Linked DNA regions of Gossypium hirsutum: regions 2 and 3 are each linked to region 1. A link is a contact called in public Hi-C data. All regions are on one chromosome and are shown on one strand. Each heading gives the region's core, a stretch centred on a gene start, on an enhancer-like site or on the middle of the called end of the contact. The rest is flanking DNA. Distances are from core to core; before and after follow the strand shown. Region 1 has its middle 41 kb from the start of LOC121219066. Region 2 holds the start of LOC107954934 (WRKY transcription factor 1). Region 3 holds the start of LOC107956752 (glucan endo-1,3-beta-glucosidase 4).

What was found. Hi-C and Micro-C count contacts between places; a contact is called where the count stands out from the background.
Region 2: a contact with region 1 is called in a Hi-C map of hypocotyl, with 5 times the contacts expected there. The contact joins the promoter of LOC107954934 here to the enhancer-like site in region 1. A contact is called at or near these places in 6 of 34 Hi-C or Micro-C datasets (hypocotyl, leaf and petal).
Region 3: a contact with region 1 is called in a Hi-C map of leaf, with 2.4 times the contacts expected there. The contact joins the promoter of LOC107956752 here to the enhancer-like site in region 1. A contact is called at or near these places in 7 of 34 Hi-C or Micro-C datasets (anther, callus, hypocotyl and 2 more).

What each region holds. Positions count from the first base shown.
Region 1 is chrD07:36,111,466-36,115,352 of Gossypium_hirsutum_v2.1, forward strand. No RefSeq gene overlaps it. Among protein-coding and RNA genes, the nearest start is that of LOC121219066, 41 kb to the left of the region's middle. Within about 2 kb of position 1,751, at least 3 of the 9 cell types and tissues checked have an H3K27ac peak or open chromatin away from gene starts, as enhancers often do. A contact at or near this core is called in hypocotyl and leaf, where this site is marked.
Region 2 is chrD07:36,236,147-36,240,033 of Gossypium_hirsutum_v2.1, forward strand. LOC107954934 (WRKY transcription factor 1) reads right to left here and starts at 1,822. Exons shown (of 5, transcript XM_016890628.2): 1 at 1,520-1,822; 2 at 221-785; 3 at 1-134. The coding sequence starts at 785.
Region 3 is chrD07:36,012,907-36,016,793 of Gossypium_hirsutum_v2.1, forward strand. It overlaps LOC107956752 (glucan endo-1,3-beta-glucosidase 4), which reads left to right and starts at 2,046. Exons shown (of 3, transcript XM_016892290.2): 1 at 2,046-2,181; 2 at 2,261-2,512. The coding sequence starts at 2,112. It overlaps LOC107954738 (histidine kinase 2), which reads left to right. Exons shown (of 15, transcript XM_041096574.1): 13 at 279-637; 14 at 837-944; 15 at 1,080-1,414. The coding sequence ends at 528.

The DNA.
Region 1 (3,887 bases), core at 501-3,000:
TTCTACATTTATTTCCATCTCCAATACCAATTAAATTCCTTATGATCTATCTTTATCTGGCTCATTTTCAAATTTTCCTCAAAAATTCACTATGACAACCCTAAAACAATACCAGATGTTGTACCGAAGATTTCGGGCATTACAATTACATTGGACTAGAATTAAATTTGGATTGATGAAATGGCTTATGAATTTGACACAGGTTGGAATTGGATTTGGACCAGAACTTGACTAACAAATTTGACTTTGATTTCAAAATGTGATTTTCTTTTTATGGTTTTGATGTCGAAGGAAGACAAACTAGGAATAAGCGTTCGATCGAATTGAATAGAATAAAAATATTTTGAATTAATTTAGTTGACGAATCTTATTTTATCATCTTAACTCGATTTGAAATTTTCTCGAATCAAGTCGAATGAGATGTAATTCAAATCGAATCAAATATATTTATTTGGATTAAATTTAAAAAAATGATTTTGGGTCATTGTATCCATTGCCATCCACCATATTCAAATTTGTTATTAACTTTCAACCCCTCATAATTTATTTATTAATATTTAATATACGGGTTAGCTTTTTTGTTTTCATAGTTGCTTCAATTATCTTCTGGTTCTTGTCACAATGTATTTTGAAATTAAAAAAAATATTAAATATAAAAATATGATTTTTTAAATAAAATTTATTTTAAAGATAAAATGTGAAATTGATACTAAAAAAAGATTTTAACATGAATATTTTATGTCATCACCAATAATTAAATTTTAACAGAAATTTATAAAGATTCAACATGATTAAACAATTTAATAATATAAATAGTACAAAATGTGAAATTTAATTCAATAATACAAATAGTAGACATAAATTTGAAAAAAAAATTGAAATTTAGGAGGAAGTAAAATTTTTGGGGGAAAACAAAAAGAAAATTTTTTTTGGGGTGTTTGGGGGAAAATAAAAAGGAAATAATTTTGGGGATTTGGGAAGAAGTAAATTATTTTAGAGGGAAGTAAAAATTGTGGGATGGTAAAAGGGAAAAAATTGAGTGTTCGGAAAAGTAAGATTTTTTGAAAAAAAGTAAAAGGGTTTGACTTTTAAGGGTTGCAACGGGGCGGGGGGAGGAAGTAGAAGGATTTGATATTTAGTTTATTTAAATTATTTGAATTCGAAAATTTAATTCGATTCGAATTTGAAATTCAAAAAAAGAAATTGATTTGATTCGATTAAATCAATTCGAATAATTTAAAATTTGAATTTTTTTTTATTTTTTTAGAATAAAATAGTAAATAGCATTAATAAATAATAATAATAAACTATAAAAATCTTAATCTAGTGGTGCATTCCCTTTCGAATTAAAAGAAAAAGGGCCAAAGATTGGGGCCCTAACAATTAGTGAAATGAACTTCAGACTAAAATTAGATTTGGACCGGTGAAAAGGCTTTTAACTTTGGCATGGATCGAAATTAGATTTAGATTTGGATTTGAACTTGAAATGTGACCCTGGATTTTGCTTTTTGACCGATTGACTTGAGTTTTGAATTGAGCGACCTCATTTGTATCCTTAATCTTTTTTCAATTATAGTTTCTTATTTCTATTTTTTCTGAATTTTTAATTTTTTATATTTCTAAATTAATATTAATTTAAAATGCCCAAAATGATTAAACCATATTAGATTAAGTATTTTCAACCAAGAGGTAATAGCCTAATAGGATGCTCAATAGTCTACATCCCAGGGCAAAGATCCAGTCCCTCCTCACCTGGTTCACATGGCCAACCATTTATTCGGTCTGAATCAAGTCTTGGTCCGTCCATCAAGTGTTTTACCGTTTAATTTAGCCAGCCCGCTTGACTGAAAATTTTTCCTCCATCTTTTCTTTAATTAAGGCTTTGTTTGGTCAATTGCAAGTCTTGGTCGAAATTGAATCAAAATGAAACTTGAATAGACGTACAAATTGGTTCAGTGCATGCAGTCTAATTGTCCAAGGCACATATCATATAGATAATTTAAAATGGGACTGTAGTATTAGTGAATACATTTTTCATGAAAGATAGTGTAGATGAATACAATTATTTACACAATACTTTATCTAACAATCCATATTCACTTAATTTTAATCATATTAAATATTTTTAATTTGGGTGATCCTACGTACAATTATTACTTATTATACATATTACTGTAACAACCTGATTTTTGTGGTCTCGAAAATATAGGTTCAAAATTCTCTTTTTGTAAATCGAACCCGTAAATATAAAATATGAATATTTATAGAATTAGTGTAAAAATATATTGAAGTTCAGATAAGTAATTTCACTGAGAAAATAGTTAATTAAAGCTCAGGGACTAAATTGTAAAAATCCAATCGCTATTGAGTTTTAATTAAAAAAGACTTAAGGACCTAAATAATAATTATCTAAAAGACCAAAATAATTATTTAACCATGGATTAATATGAGATAGTAGATGGTGATAGTGGTGGTGGATACTACTTAATTTAATTAATAGTTAACTTATTATAATAAAACCTTAATTAATCTAATTAAACAAGCTTAATTAATAACTAATCATAGTATAAATATTAAGTTAGTGGAGGATGAATGTACCATCTTACTCATTTGCTTTCGCCGTCCCAAACTTTAAGAGAAAAAAGAAAAGAAAAATCCTTGTTGACCTTTAGATATCCGGCAAGCAAAAATTTCAAGGTAACCAAGCTTTTTTCATTAAGTTTTATAGATTTATGATCACCAAGTTTGATTTAGCTAGCACATGTCTTAATTTTTTCAATTGTCAAGTTTTTAGCAAGTTGTCATTATTTAGAAATTGATAAAAGAGGCTTGAATTTGATAGCTATTAAGCTTAGATCATGATAAAGACTAAATTGTAAACTTAAATAAGTTTGATAGTTAACTTTGTAACATTAGGGACCAAATTGAATAAATTAAAAATTTGTCATAAGATTGTGCTATGAATATGAAGTATAGGGTTTCTAATGAAATAATGTGAAATTGGATTTTGATCCAAAGCTAGACATCGAAAAATATGCTTATCCCAAGTATAGAGACTAAACTGAATCAAATGAAAAATATAGTTGACTTTGTATTTGGATATGCATTTGATGAAATATGATGTTGTTTATAAATTGAATTATCAAACGTAGCTAAATGCGACATTGGCCCATTGAGAGGGAAAGGAAAGACAAGAGTCGCTGATAAGTAACCACGATTTCGATTTGTACTTTTATGATTCAAGTACAATATATATAAACATACGAATATATATATATGATTGTGGCATATGTATCACCCCTACCCTGTATCCGTCGTCGAATTTGGGGTTAAGAGGCATTACTAATCAAACATAACTCAAAACAGACATCCGGTATAGTTTAATAATTTTCAGAAAATTATTATTAAATATAATAAGCAAAGTTTAATATTTAAATAAGTATAATATATAAATTCTACTTTGATCATTTTAAACAGAACATAAGATTTGAATCCAGTTAAACTATAAGAAAATAAGCCATATTCGTATGGCTATTAATTATATATACTGTACATCAAGTACAACTTTCAAAATATTATCCAGTCTATACATGCCATAAGTTAAAATTTTAAAACATTTAATACCCAGACTATAAATAGAGTGATGATCTTGCTGACGATCCCCGAGCCTGAAACTTGCTCTTTAAGTCTATAAAACAGAGAGACGTAAACAAACAAAGTAAGATTTTATAGCTTAGTAAGTCTATAGCATAACTAAAATACTTATAAAAGAATCATATAATTCCTTAAGTAAAATTGTTAAGATCACAAATATCCAATATAATTACTGTTCAAACACTAATATCTTAAGTCATTTTGTTGATATCTAAAAGAATCTATATTTAACT
Region 2 (3,887 bases), core at 572-3,071, 120 kb after region 1:
ATCATTACAAGCAATATTTTGCATCCCATTTGATTTTGATTTCACATCTTCACTAGCAGCAATAGGTAAAGGCTGAGAACTATCCCCTGGCTCAATCAGGCGAGGTGTTTGGATATGTGCACCCAATGATTTGTCTTCAAATATGAGATCAGTTATAAATCAAGCAACTTTTGCTTCATCAGATTAGACAAGTCATAAATGATTAAGATGATTTTCTTACCTTTGATAACAGTTGGAGATGCGTTATCTAGTCTCTCTTCAACGACTGATACAACAAAGCCAACAGCTACGGGTGGGTTCAGCGGCTTTGCATGATCATGCTGACCAAAATAAACAGTGTCGACCATTTTCCCATCATGTGAATATTCCAATTGCTTTTTCACTTGGCAGTTTGGATGTGTACATCTGTAATAACTTCGAACAAATTCATTTCCTTTAACAAGTTTCTGCCCGTATTTACGCCAGTTATACCCATCCTCTGAGGCTTTCTCACGTACAATGGGACTGCTCCCATCAATACCAGGCGATGGAGAGGGAGTCAGCGATTGTTTCTTGGATGTCATAGAGTAAGCATTTCCTTGTTGCTGTGACTGTGAAGCATGGATCACAGAAATAGGAAGTGGATTTTCCTCTGATATAAGTGCAAGGGTTCCTCTCCCTTCATCAGATTGTGATGACTGAATTTTACTATCAGAGGTCTGTTGCAATGCATGACTTCCAGCATCTGGGCTCTGTACTTTATCCGTACCAACTTCATCCGTTACACACTCCCCTAAAGAAACCATCTGAAGTAAAGAACCTCTTTATCACTTTAGTTACCATTAAAAAGGGCCTTGTATATATACTAAAACAGCATTGTGCCCATGACTTTATAGATATAATAAAAAACCAGCTGAAGAACAGCTAGCCACCTTATTAATCATTAGCATTCAATTGCTTAGACGTTTAGAGAATAACCATATCATATATCGCATCAACTCGTGACTGGGCTTCCTCAGTTAAGAATTTCACAATTAACCAAAACCTTTGCAGAAAACTTATGCATTTCAAGTTCTCTGTTTTTCTTTTTTTTTTTGGTCGGTCTTACTTATGTAGAGCATGACGGGAAATAATTCCGAATGCCAAACTAACAATTCCTAATTAAACTACTAAAGAAACGATGAAATTTATGAGGTTAATTTAATATAATATTAATTCGAAAGTTGCTTCATTTATTCACCTGAAAAAATAAATTAAACTGCTCAACTTGCTTATATGGTTTGATATGGTTAATTTAATATAAGACTAATTAGAAAGTTCCAAGTTAATTGAATGAGTATAGTTTTGCAAACTTTGTCGCTCAAATACTACGGGGTTTCTCAGCAACCAAACACAGAGTAGAAACAAATTAAGAGCTAAAATCCCAGAAATACGGCAGCAAACGAAATTAAATTCATTCCATAACAAATAAATTAGGTGGGAGAGGGAGAGAAAGTTAAAACTGAAGGAAATAAAGAGAAAAAAAAAAAAGGAAAGTTACCTAGCTATGCAAGTGTGGATGAGAGCATCAAGAAACCCTAACCGTATATCAGGCGGAAAGAGCGTGATTAGAAGAGTCGATGAGAGGCGTAGATCACGCCGGAGATGGTGGTTGGAGTCGGAAAGTGAAAATCGGGGAAGTAAGTAGAGTCAGAGTGGGGGAAATAGCGATTCAGGTTGTTAAAGTCTAATCCCAATAAAATAATTTAAAAAAATAAAGGAAAGAAAGAAAAGGCAAGTTAAGAAGAGGTTGGGGGGAAAAATAGAATACATGCAGTAACACTCATTCGTGTATGTATCTGCCTTTCCCTTTTTTTTTCTTGAGACGCTGTTATTGCTTGCTTTTCTTTATTTTAGTCAATGCCGCTTGCTCGAATTAATATGTAAGGATAACTTTTTATTTTATTTAATTTTAACATTAATATATTTTTATATTTATTTATAATCCATATTATCTGTCTATAATATATAGACAAATTTTTTAACTAAATAATGTAATATTTTTTGTTTATTATATTATCGAGCTAATTTTCTTATCCAGCAATGCATATGTTCAATTATATGTATCAATTAAAATATATTAAAATTATTTTATAACTTTATATAAATTTAAATTTATGATTGATATTATAAATAAAATTAAGTCATTTATAATTTTATATATTTTTAATTTAATATTTTATTCGATAAAAAATAACATCTTAAATTAATATGCATACCCCTTAAATAATAATAATAATTTAAAACACTATTTTTTATCAAATAAAAATATCAAATTAAAAAATATATAAAAATTATAGATTTATTTATAATGTCAATCATAAAATAAAAATTATACAATATATTTTAATTAATACAAATTTAAAAATTTTAAAAATTTGTATTCGCATTTTATTTTTATGATATTTGACAATTTTATAAGTTTATACGTGTTAATATGAAAATCTTAAATTTTAAAAGAAATTTTTAAAAGCTCGAACAGGTAAAAAACTTGAGACTTTAAAAATAAAAAAATTGGTGAATTGAGACTTTAAAATTTTAAATCCTATTAGGAAAAATATTTATATCTGAGATGTTTTAAATTTTTTTAAATCTATTAACGGTAAACGTATGAAAAATAATATTGGTTACACTAATATTTAAAATTTTATTACCATTCTTTTACAGATTTTAACATAATATTGACATTTTTAAAAATTATAAAAAATTTAGATAAAAGTCTAAAATAAAATTGTACAAATAATATTTACAACAATCAATAGTAGTTTAAAAATGAAAAAACTTTTAAAATAATAAAAAAACATTAAACCATATCAATTCTAGTACTAAAACTTTTAAAACTTTTAAACTAATAGTTTAAAAAATATTTGAAAATTGCTTGAATACTCGTTACTAATTTAAAACATGTCAATTCTAATATTAGAAAGTTTTTAAAAAGTTTATCTATATATATAATATAAATAGTTCTTAAATTTCCTATTTTATTTATAAAAGTGTAATAACTTTTTTAAACATATATATTTAATTTAAATTTATAAATTTGAATGTTTAAAAAATAATTCAATTGTTTAAAAGGTATTGAAAATTGTTAAAATTTTCAATTTTAAAATATGTTAATATTTAATTTTCAATATTACAAAACAAATAATTAAATGATTTAAAAAATTCCTGAAAAATTAAATTAAATTTAAATATTTAAATTTCCTGTATTATATTAAATTTTAATTTATGTATCTTTTAATTTTTCAAATTTAAACAATTTCAAATTTTAATTATGTATTTAAATTTTAACATAAAATATAATATATTTAAATTAATACATACAACTTCTTTCGTCGCCCGAGTAAAAAAACACACACATGTATATATACATACGTGTAACAATAGTTTGTTTTTTTTTTTTATAAAGGGTAAGGGTAGTAGAGGTTGTCCAGTCAAAGCCACAAATCCTACTCCAATCGATTATATCACAATGGTATCTAAAATGAAATCTGGTTGCTCGGGAATCATTTTATCCCTGCATCAACCACATGAACATGGCCACAACAATCATGACAAGTTTGAATAAGGCAAACTAGTCTAAGCTCACAATCTCGAAGAAACAGAGGCATCCATTGAAGCTGTCCAAAACGAGTCCATGCCTGAATCTAGGAGACAGTCCATAGAAGGATGCAGCAGAGATTAACAGTAAACCTATAAACTTGTTGCTACAAAAGGATGCAATGGAGAAGAATTATGAATCAACAAGCTTTAGACTTGGGGAAACCCCAAACCAGATCTCATTTCCTCCAACAAGAAGAATGGCACATGTCAAACAAAACTGATTTGAATCCAAACCAATCGCAGGGTTTCTAACTGTGTAGATTAGG
Region 3 (3,887 bases), core at 796-3,295, 98 kb before region 1:
GGGATGTAATTAATACATTGCTAATCAAAATGTTATAACCTAAATGACTGATGAGGCAATATTAGGTATAAGTTTATCAAGAACCAGTTATTTGGGTTTAGATATGGAGTAAAAAGAATGCTGATGTGTTTGATAGATTCTTGGTCAATTGAAGTAAATGGGTAAACTGAACGTTATTATTATATTTATTTGTTACTTTTTACCTATGGATCAAAACATCTTCAAGATCCTACTCTTAAGAGTACATCACCATCCTGATGCTCCAAATATTTATGCAGGTTTGAAGCAACTAGGCAAATCCGCAGTGTGGAGACTCAGGTCAATGAAAATATTGCTTCTGGAGAAGCATCAATTGATATGTATGGAAATGTGTCTTACTGGCACATTCCAATATTGGCAATGACAGCTGATGTCATCCAGGCTACAAACGAAGAGTGCATGAAATGTGGGATGGATGGCTATGTGTCGAAGCCTTTTGAGGAAGAGCAACTTTATTCAGCTGTTGCAAGTTTTTTCGAGTCTGGTTGATATAGTGGGTGTTGGTTGAACTAACTTTCTTCAGGTTGACCCCTTGTGACTCTCGGTTGTCTGACAAGTGACTAGTCCTTGCCTCATACTGGTGGACATCCGAATTATGGTAACTTGGCCATCCTTTCTCCTTTAAATTGAATGTGTAGTTATTAAATATTTCATGTCTGCTTCATATATTCTTCCTCCATGACCAAAGAAGATATCATGAATTCTTTTTTCAGCCAAAAAATGGTATCATGCAGCCAAACCATTTGATATCACCCAAAACTGGTTTCGGATGTTTATGGTGTGTTCTTTGTCTTCAGGTATGCTGAGGTTGCATCCATGATTTTGCTTTTGACTGTGTTGAATGAAAAACCATGGAAGAATTCGAATCCTTCGGACCTGTTGTTTGTCATCCATTTTCTTGCCAAGTACGAGGGAGAGTGGTCCTTTTCCTGTAGTATCCAATTTATATTTAACTGTAATTAAGTGACATCCATTCTTTTTCCCCTCGTTATATGGTCTCAGCCAAAAAATAAAATAATTTTTTTTATCATTTTATGTAGATTTTCCATGTTTCAAGCTCTTTGTGTTGGAAAATCTTCACTAAAAGTACATGGTTCGAGGTTAGAACTATTCATTTATTCGAGTTGAATGTAGGCATTTTGAAATCTTACTATTTTTATTTTTAGTTTTTCAAATTGGCTTGAAAGGGTGATCCAATTGATGGTTGGAAGTTGGGAATGCATTACTGTCATCTCTGCTGAAAGATTGGGTTCTTAGTCAGTGCTTCCTGTAACCATGAGTTTTCGTTGTATATTATTCCTTTATTTTATTAGTACACAACCAGTGTAAATTATTTTTGACATGTGCTTGTAAGTAATAAATTGCTTGCTTTTAATTCGATTTGTGGTTTCTTAGGATTGCCAAGCACCTGTGGGTAGTCTTGTTGCTCCAAGTTCCTTTAAATGGATCATAGATTTGCTTATTTTTAGTCTGATACACATACAGGGAATATATTCTTCTAAGGCACATGGCAGGGGTGACTGGATTTTGAAATAAAAAAATTGTTAGTAGTTCATGTACTCTTATTTTAATTGATATTCAAATAGTAACAGTTAAATTCAATGTTATGTGTACAATTATAGGTTTAGTCTATTTTTTCCTGTTTAATGATTCTAAGTTTTTATATTCTTTTGAATTTTGAATTTTTAATTTTTTTAACTCATGATAATCAATATTCCATTAACTGGAAGCGAGTAATATGTGAAAATAATGAGCTAACATAATACTATACATATAATATGTTTTGTTTTTGTTTGGTGAGGATTAAAATTTTAAAATTTGGAAAATAGAGGGATTAAATTTTGATAAATAGAAATATAGGGATTAAATTTACAACTTTCGCAAAGTATAAGAACTAATGGCAGAAAAAACTAAAAACCTAAAAGGATAACCAACAGTACACATACCCATTCACATGGCACCTAGCGTATGTAATGCTTTCCACACTATAAAAGGGATATTGATTTATGAGTTTTATCAGTGGATAGATACTATAAGATCATTTCCCCACTTCCACTCTCTCTCCCTCCTCAATGTCACCCTTGTTGGTAAAGATAACGCTTGTGCTGCTGTTTATGTCAATTATTATTCCTCAAAAATCAGGTACATTCTTAAAAACCTCCTGGCCATGATTTCTTATGTATGTTGTAAAATGGTGTTCTCATATAAATGTTAATATCAGTTGCGGAATACGAGCAATGGTGCATAGCAGATGAACAAACCCCAGATGAAGAGTTGAAGGTAGCCCTGGATTGGGCATGTGGGGAAGGTGGTGCAGATTGCAGTAAGATTCAGGTAAACCAGGCTTGTTATTTTCCAAACACTATGACAAACCATGCTTCCTATGCCTTCAATGATTACTTCCAAAGGTTCAAGCACAAAGGAGGATCTTGCAGCTTCAAAGGAGCTGCCATGATTACAGAACTAGATCCAAGTAAGCGTTATCCATTCACAGTTTTTTAAAAAAATGAGCGAATCCCATGTGCTTAGTGTTGTTCCAATAGGGTTGGAAGCGTGTAAATTATTGTACTAAAAAATCACACAAAGTTCAATTCCCAGGTAAGAGAGGTGGATCACATGGATCTCTTAAATACCAAGTCTTTCCTTAGACAGAATATCCCTTCTATAGTAATTTAATAGCACAATTAAATACTACTATTATACCCTCAAATATTGAAAGAAAAATAGGACAAGAAAGAACACAAGAGATTTAACGAGGTTCGGTAAATTATACCTACGTCCTCGGGCACTAACACCAGATGATAACTTTACTATCTCCAAAATATTACAAACAAATAGAATTCCTTAAGAATTCTCAAATGGGAGAAGAGAGAAAACTAAGAGAGAAAGATTGGTTGGGATGAATTGAAATGAGAAACGAGAAGACCTATTTATAGTTGAGGTTTAAAGACCAAACAATAAATAGCCCATTATCTCAAGGACCAAAAAAAAATTATCCCATGCCACTTTTTCAAAGTCAACTTTAGGGTGCTAAACTTGCACCACTTTGTATTGTTTGCCATTAATGTTGTCTCCCATTAATGTTAACAATCTCCACCTTGAAGATTTGATTAGGATAATCACATCTTCACACACTTCCTTCAACTCCCCAAATTCGATAAAGTTATCTTTTGTAGTGCCTACAAATGCACTCTCGAGCGCCATACACCTGAAGGTGCTCAAATTCTCAGGATGTTAATCAAGTTCAAACAATGATTAAACTTGATTGTTGTTACCACCTTGGTCATCATATCTGCGGGATTATCTGCTGTCGGAATCTTCTGAAGTAGAATTTTTCCTTTTTCAAAGACTTCCCGCATAAAGTGATATCTTACGTCGATATGCTTGGTTCTTGAATGATAGACTTGATTTTTCGCTAAATGAATAACGCTCTGACTGTCACAATATAAACTTATGTGACTTTGAACAACTCCTAAGTCTTTCAACAATCCATTAAGCCAAATAGCCTCCTTAACAGCTTCTGTAACTGCCATATATTCTGCCTCTGTAGTAGACACAGCTACTGTAGACTGTAAGGTAGACTTCCAACTTACTGGGGCTTTCGCAAGAGTAAACAGATACCCCGTAGTTGAACGACGTTTATCTAAATCACCAGCAAAGTCGGAATCAACATATCCAACTACAAACTGACCAAGTGCTTCATCCTGTTCAAAAATTAAACCAACATCTACGGTTTTTCGAAGATACCGTAGAATCCATTTCACAGCTTGCCAATGTCCTTTTCTAGGATCATGCATATACCTGCTCACAACTCCAACAGCTTGTGAAATGTCAGGCCTCGTACACAC